Linked DNA regions of Mus musculus: region 1 is linked to region 2. Evidence: chromatin contacts called from public HiCAR-type data. All regions are on one chromosome and are shown on one strand. Each heading gives the region's core, a stretch centred on a gene start, on an enhancer-like site or on the middle of the called end of the contact. The rest is flanking DNA. Distances are from core to core; before and after follow the strand shown. Region 1 holds the start of Klf2 (Kruppel-like factor 2 (lung)). Region 2 holds the start of Zfp866 (zinc finger protein 866).

Evidence for each region. HiCAR-type assays count read pairs that join an accessible place to other places.
Region 1: a HiCAR-type map of astrocytes shows a contact between it and region 2, with 6 times the contacts expected there. The contact joins the promoter of Klf2 here to the promoter of Zfp866 in region 2. A contact is called at or near these places in 1 of 39 promoter capture datasets (the HPC-7 cell line) and 1 of 115 datasets of contacts at active chromatin or transcription factors (astrocytes).

What each region holds. Positions count from the first base shown.
Region 1 is chr8:72,316,714-72,320,959 of GRCm38.p6, reverse strand. Klf2 (Kruppel-like factor 2 (lung)) reads right to left here and starts at 1,898. Exons shown (of 3, transcript NM_008452.2): 1 at 1,811-1,898; 2 at 718-1,534; 3 at 1-216. The coding sequence starts at 1,882. The coding sequence ends at 41.
Region 2 is chr8:69,773,417-69,777,242 of GRCm38.p6, reverse strand. It overlaps Zfp866 (zinc finger protein 866), which reads left to right and starts at 2,332. Exons shown (of 4, transcript NM_177899.3): 1 at 2,332-2,453. The coding sequence starts at 2,451.

The DNA.
Region 1 (4,246 bases), core at 649-3,148, 2.5 Mb before region 2:
CCTGCCACAGTCGCGCATGGGCTAGCCGAGTCGACCCAGGCTACATGTGTCGCTTCATGTGCAAGGCCAGGTGGTCGGACCTGGAGAAGGCCCGGTCGCACAAGTGGCACTGAAAGGGTCTGTGACCTGTGTGCTTTCGGTAGTGGCGGGTAAGCTCGTCAGAGCGCGCGAACTTCCAGCCGCATCCTTCCCAGTTGCAATGATAAGGCTTCTCACCTGCATCAGAGAGGAATGACATTGAGCCTCAATTTCCCCGAAAGCCTGCTCTGGGCACCCTGCACCGGATAGCACTGCCCTCTCCCTCTCATCTCCATCCCACATCTAATCTAAACAGAGAACCTTGGGCTCCTGAAGCTGACCACTAGCAGGCTCAGGTGCATTCCTCCCCTAACATTCTGAGATTAGGTCTGAATTCCTGATTCTTCTGCTCAGTACTGAGATGACAGGCTCAGGCCACCATGCCAAACTTTATATGCAGTGCTAAGCCCCAGCCCAGCCCTCCACAGCTTCTTAATTATGTCCCGAATTCTTGAGACCTGAGTCCCTCGGAGCCAACCCATTAAACTGCCACACCCCCTTGGCAGTGTCATAGACTCTGGGGACAGTATCCATTTCCCTTCTGGAGGATGGACAGGGTCTTCCTCTGTAACCTAGCCTGTTCCTGAACTCGCGGCCATCCCCCTGCCGCAGATCCCGGGAATGAGGCCAGGCGCCCACCTGTGTGTGTACGCAGATGCGCCTTTAGGTGCGAGCTCTTGGTGTAGGTCTTGCCGCAGTTGGTGTAGCTGCAAGTATGTGTGGCGGCGCGCTTGCGGGGCCAGGAGCGGCGGCCGCGTTTGGGCTTGGCCTCCAGCAGCTCCAGCGGGGACGAGGGCGGCGTGAGGAGACCGCGCGTGGCAGGTGGAGCCAAGCCCAGCGCCGCCGCCGCTGCCGCCGCGTCCTCGAAAAGACCGAAGGCGCCAGGCGCGGGAGGCCCGTAGTGCAACGCGGGGCCGGGACCGCCGAAGCTGGGGCCGGGACCGAAGGGCGGCGGGAACGGGTTGCGGGGACCGGACGCCGGGATGCGCAGGGGGCCGTCGGGGCTGAGCGGCGGCGTGTCCGGGGGCGGCGGGGGGCGGCCGGCGGGACCCCGCATGCATGCACCTGTCGCTCCTGGGGCGCCCTCGAGCTTCAGCCCGCGCGGTCCGTGGGCCAGGCCCGGAGCGCAGCCGTAGCCGCCGCCGTCCACCTCGGGGGGCTCGGCCTTCACTAGCCGCCCGGGAGGCGCGAGGAGGAAGCGGCCGTGCAGAGCCGGCCCCTGAGGCGGGTCCAGGTCGGGGCGCAGCAGCTCTGTTCCCAGGCTGGCCGCGGGGATGCTGTAGGGCGGCGGAGCACCCGGCTCCGGGTAGTAGAAGGCAGGCGGCGGGGGCTGCGGCGGGGGCTCGGGAGGATTTTCGGCGCCCAGACCGTCCAATCCCATGGAGAGGATGAAGTCCAACACGTTGTTTAGGTCCTCATCCGTGCCGCCCGCCTCGGGTTCATTTCGCGGCCAGCGCTGCAGGAGACAGGGCGCGGGACGTGAGTGGGGGTGCCTCCTGCTACCCTGCACCCCAAAGTCTAACAACTAGGCCCTCAAGATCTGCACCCGGTGCACGGCATCCCTTCAGCGCGCGTGTCCTCAGTCCCTGCACCCACCTCCTGTCCCACAGCCTGAAGTCTAACTCCCTGAGGCGGTCAGCACCCTGGACCTTGTCATCTCCAGTACTGGCTCCTGCACCCTGTAGCCTGGTACCTTGCTACCCCGCCGCCCGCGGACCCTCGCTGCCCTCACCTCCTGGAGGCCGCGCTCGCACGGGCTGGCGAAAGTGGCAAAGGACGGCAAGATAGGCTCGCTGAGCGCCATGGCAGGGACTGTGTGTGCTGTGGCCCGGCCCACCCAGGCCTTATAGGCGCGGCAGGCACAGAGGGCCGGGCTAGGAGGCGTCGACGGAAACGCGTCCCGGATGGGGACGAGCTCCGGGCTCAGCCTAAATTTAGCCGCGGTATATAAGCCTGGCGGTGGTGGCTGTGGCGGCTACTGCGGGAGCCCGGACTGCGCTCCTCAAGCCCCGCCCCCGCGGCCGGGCCCCGCCCCCGACCGTCCCTATGGCGACGGCGTCAACAAACCAGGCACAACAGCATAGTTAGCGCGCGCGGGGGGCGGGGGAGGGGGTGGCACCTGGGACTCCGCGGGGAACACGGGTGACGAGGCTTTCCCGGTATCTCCCCAGCCTCAAGCCCCTGGAAACCTGGACCGATGCATGGGGAGTCTGGGGTCACAGTGCTCACCCAGGGAACGCTCTGTGAAATCTTTGTTTAAGCTACCTTGGAAGCTAAGACAAGAAGGATGAAGTTTGGGGCCTGCCTAGAAGGGAGTTGAGGCCAGCCTGGAGCATCGTAGCCCCCTTAATACACACACACACACACACACACACACACACACACACAGAGGGAGAGAGATAGACACAGAGAGAGAAAGAGAGAGAGAGGGAGAGAGAGAGAGAGAGAGAGAGAGAGAGAGATGGGAGGGAGGGAGGGAGGGAGGGAGGGAGGGAGGGAGGGAGGGAGGGAGGGAGGGAGGGAGGGAGGGAGGGAGGGAGGGAAGGAGACACACACACACACACAGAGGCAGACACCATGGCATGGTGGTATATGCTTGTCTTCAGAACATTTAGGAGGTTGAAAGCATTAGGTTCAAGGCCCCTTTGGCTACAAGAGACCGTGTCTTAAAAAAGAAGCAAACACTAGAGGCAGGCATGATGGCTTAGTGTCTGCTTACAAGCCTCATCCAAGGAGCTCAGTTCCCAAAAGGGGGAGAGAATCCGTTCCCATAAGTTGTCCTTAGACCTCACAGTGCACTGGCGCACGTGCAAATACACAATAGCATGTAATAATTACAATTTACACTAGATACATAAATACAGTACTGAGTCTCTGGGACCTTTCACCTCCCACAAACATACACCTCACATAAATCCTTCTAGTGCAGGGAAGAGCTGTTGTCTGACTGTCAAGACTTGCAAGGGATACTCAGTGGGGGATGGGCACATCAAATAAATATGCATAATACCCAAGGGGCCTAAACAGAAAAAAAAAAGGAACAGTGGAAGAGGAGGAAGTATGTGGTGAGCCTGGGGAAGGACATTGGTGCAATTTTGACCTTAACCCCGGAGGCAAACATTGAGGTAAGCTCTGGAGAAAGCAAGAGGGTAATAGAGAGAGGGAGGGCATTGAAGCTGTGACCTGAAACCAGGAGGCTGAGGGGTGCAGTCAAGCTTGTGTAGTTGGGTGCAGTGATTCCAGCAGGAATAGGGGGTGGCAGATTCCACACCCAGCCCCTTGTCCACTTCTGTGACTTTGGAGCAGAAACATTGGCGAACTACAGACACTGGTCTGTAACATCAGCCCCAACTGTCCACAGGTCCTTTCCACAAAACATCAAAGTAGAGAGATCACACACTCATGGAGGCAGAATGTGAGGCTGAAACACTGGCTTGGTTAAGGAAGATCTAACAAGTCCTCTAGGACCGGGGACCCACCTCAGCCTGTCACCACAGAGCGGGGAATACCATGTGTGTTTCACATGGAGCAAAAGTGAGCCATGTGGTGTATTCAGATCTGAACAACACCCTGAGTGTGTGTGTCTCAGTTTCCCGTTACTAAGGAACAAATGATAAGATTTGGGTCATTTCCCAACGTTAAGGATTCTGGAGGAGGGAGTTCTGTTTTTATTTGCAGTGTGTGTGTAATAGGTTTTTCTTATATCTTATAGTCTTTTCTTATATAGTCCAGGATGGCCATCTTCCTGCCTCTGCCTCCAAAGTGCTGGTATAACAGGCCACACCTGCCGGGCGTGTTGGCGCACGCCTTTAATCGCAGCACTTGGGAGGCAGAGGCAGGTGGATTTCTGAGTTCGAGGCCAGCCTGGTCTACAAAGTAAATTCCTGGACAGCCAGGGCTACACAAGAAACCCTGTCTCAAAAAAAACAAAAAAACAAAAAACAAAAAACAAAAACAAAAAGACTGGCCACCACACCACCTGTCCTGGGGATCAGTAGGGGACTGAGTCTGAACACAGGAAGTTTTTTTTTTTTTTTTTAATCATTCCTAATTAACACAAAGTAACATGACAGCCAAATCTGTTCTGTGGTGTTGGGTATAACCCACCCAGTGGTGTTGTAAAGCCTGTGGGAGAGATGAAGAGCTGGCTCAGTGCTTAAGAGTGGTT
Region 2 (3,826 bases), core at 1,083-3,582:
CCGGGGCCAAGGGGGAAAGAAAGAAGCTTCGGCTGGTTAGGGTGGGGGGGGCGGGGGGGGCGGGGGGGGGATAGGTACTTGGCTTGTTGGCGGTGGTGGTTTAGTCTTGGTGGTGGCTGGGAGTGCGGAGAGGCCTTCCACTGGAGAGTAGATGGCAGCTCTTTAGGTGAAAGCTTCTCCATTGCTCCCCACGGCAGATCCTGATGAAAAGAGGCAGTCCATGGTTTTAGGGCATTTATTGTCATAGCACAAAGTGGATGAGTAAAACCATACCCCACTTCTCAGGGCAGGCCTGGGGTTAAATACCTTTTGCAGGAGGGGTGTCTGGGAAGGGGAGTATCTGAAGACAGCAACAATGTACTCATATAAACATTAAAAAAAAAAAAAAGACAACAAGCATGGATTCACTTTTGTCAGCCAAACATAATTCAAAAGTTCCCAGACTAACTAAAGCCAAGAGGTTATAGAGACACGAGAGGCAGAGACCAGTGGTTTCCTGTGAGTTGGAGGCCAGCCTTGGGTACAGAGTGAGATCCTCTCTAAAAAATATGAAGAGGTTATAGAGAGCTGGTTCTCATGGATGGTTAGCTGGCGCTAACACGGAGTTTTAACTTTGGCTCCTAGGTATATTCTCTTTATTATATCTTGTCTTAGGAATAGTTATAATTCAGAGATATTTGAGATCTTAAACAGGGAGAATCGGAACCTTCATAGGAGGAGAAAAGATATTCTATAATGATAATTTAAAAACATTTTTTTTATTTACATGTATGGGTAATTCAGTATGCATGAGCCATGAAGGCGCTCAGAAGAAGGAATTTCATCCCCTGGAGCTGGATTTACAGGAAGTTAAGAGCCAACGGGTGTGTGTGTGTGTGTGTGTGTGTGTGTGTGTGTGTGTGTGTGTGTAAACCAAACAAGTTCTCTACAAGAGCAGAAGGTACAGAGAGTGCTCCCATCCCCTCACCTCCTTCCCTCTTTTCAGTCGGTCCTTGATTGTGGTCTAGGTAATGATACTGCCCACTTTTAGGAAGAGCCTTCCTATCTCAACTACCCTATTTAGAAACACCCTTACATACATGCTGGAGGGTTGCTCCTATCACTTTGACAATCAAGACTAATCATTACACGACTGAACACCACTCACTGATCTGTTCATTGACTCCATTAGCTTTGCTGGGTTTTTCCTTCTTATTGTTTCTACTGCCAGTACTCCCCCACTTCTTCTTTAGTAAAAATGGGTGAACGCCTTTTTCCCAGCACCCGTGAAGCATAGGCAGGTAGACCTCTGTGTTTGAGATTAGCCTGGTCTACAGAGTGAGTTCTAGGATAGCCAGGGCTATACAGAGAAACCCTGTCTTGGAAAAAAACAAAAAAACAAAAAACAAAAACAAAAACACCAGGATAGCTAGGGCTACACAGAGAAACTCTAACTCAAAAAACCAAAAATTAAATAATAAAATGTTCTGATGATTTAGTGGCTATGTACGTGTGTGTGTGTCTGTGTATATTTATGTGTGTGTGAAGAACACACTTGTGGAGGCCAGAGGACAACTTTCCTGAGTTGGTCTTCTTCTACTATGTTCATGCTTAACCTACTAAGTCATTTCCTTGACCCACGTCTTCAATTTTCTTTTTCTTTTTCTTTTTGCTTTTGTTTAAATTAGAATGTCTGTAGAGGCCTGGAGAGGAGAAACGGGGGTGAGATGGAAGGATAGAGAGGTTTTTGGTTTTTGTTTGTTTGTTTGTTTTGGTTTTTTCAAGACAGGGTTTCTGGTGTAGCCTTGGCTGTCCTCACTCTGTAGACCACTCTGGCCTCGAACTCAGGAATCTGCCTGCCTCTGCCTCCCAAGTGCTGGAATTAAAGGTGTGTGCCACCACTGCCTGCACTGCCCGGCTGGATAGAGATCTTAACTGGAAGAACACACATGCTATGAAAATAGAGGAAATGAATACTTGTGTTAATGTGCAACCTGGGACAGATGTATAAACCATAGATGTTCCTTACTCAAATTCCTGATGCCTGGAGAACATCATGTCCAGTTATAATTTGACCTTCTAATTAAAACTGACCTGAGCACCTTTCTAATTGTGAGGCAGCAGGATTGCTGCAATGAGCACTCGGTGTGCACAGTGACGACTTGGTGATGGAGTACTGCTTTACCAGGGAGAAGCTAGTTCTGCTTAGAAGCAAGGAGGGCGGGGCTATGGCTGTCATTTGAATCCCACACTTCGGCTTTGGAAGCTAGTGTCACTCAGGCTTTGGTAGCCAATCAGGTTCTAGAACCGTGCCGTCTAATCAGGACTACTGGAGAGCGGCAAGAGGCGGGTTCTTCACGGCCGCCATATTGTGGCTCGGCTCTGCGGCACAGGGAGGTGCGGTGTGTTGTGCTGTGAGCGCTGCTGCCGGGACCAGTGAGGAGAGCGCGGGCGAGTTCGGAAGCCGCGCCATGGTGAGCAAGGGCCGCTGTCCCTGCCCGCTGTGGTGGATCCTCCCCGAGGCTGGGGCGGGGCGGCAGCGGCATTCAGTGCTGTGTGGCGCTGGGCCCTGTGTCCTCTTCGCCGTGGTCCGCGCCTGCGCAGAGCGCGGAGCCTCCCTGCGGAGGCTCCGCCTCGCGCAGGAAAGAGTCGGTGCTCTGTCTGGGGCAGGCGTTTTATACAGTCCTGCTTTGGGTATCTCATCAGAAGGTTGTAAAACAATAGGTCATCTAGTTTCTGCTACTTTCTAGAAGTTCTGAATTTTCATGTAACATTTAGGTCAAAGCAATCAACTTGAGTTAATACTGTGAATTTTAAACTTTAAAAAAATTATTATTTTTTGTGCATTGGTATTTTGCCAAAATGTATGTATGTCTTTGTGAGGATGTCAGATCCTCTGGAACTGTTGTTGAGCTGCCATGTTGGTACTAGGAATTGAACTCAGGTCCTCTGGAAGAGCAGCCGGTTTTCCCAACCATTAAACCATCTCTCCAGCCCCAACATTGTGAAACTCTATTTAATTTCTTGTCTATAGACATCGGTTCTGCTAATAACCTTTTGCTATTCTGCCCTTTGTTGAGTTTCCTTTGCTACTTTGTCAAAAAAAGGTACACACACACACACACCCCATATATATATGTGTGTGTATATAACATGTGTATATATAATATCTATAACTATATATATACACTTTAAGTCTGTGTGCTGTTTCTTTGGAATTGTGTGGACCATTTTCGTTTTTTTCCACTCTCCACATAAACTTGAGAATCAGTTTCTTAATTTTTCATAAGTTGTTAGGATTTATATTGTGATTATTTAAATCTTAGTGCAGATTGAGGAAACATGACGTTCAGTTCTGAAGCTTCCTATCGCCATATTTATGGGGTATCACTATTTTGTGTTTGCTTTTTGTTTGGTTGGGGTTTTGTTGTTGTCTTTTTTGCTTATTTTGTTTTTTGTTAGGTCTGCTTTGGCCTAAAACTCACTCTGTAGAGGCTGGCCTTGAAATCATAGCCATACACCTGCTTCTCTCTGCCTTCCATGTGCCAAGATTCAAGGCATTGTCTCCCACTGCCCTGCATGGTTTTGTTTTGTTTTGTTTTTTGTTGTTAAAAATTATAGTTCTTGCTGGGTTGGTTGGTCAGTCTACTTTTAACCCAGCACTTGGGAGGAAGAGGTTGGCAGATTGAGGCTAGCCTGGTTTACATAGCTGCAGAGTTCCAGGTTAGCCAGGGTTACATCATGAGACCCTGTCAAAAAGATGAGGTGGATGGTCTGTAATGATGGTTCAGTGCTTAAGAGGGTATTGCTCTTGTAAAGACTCCAGTTTGATTTCCAGCATCCACCT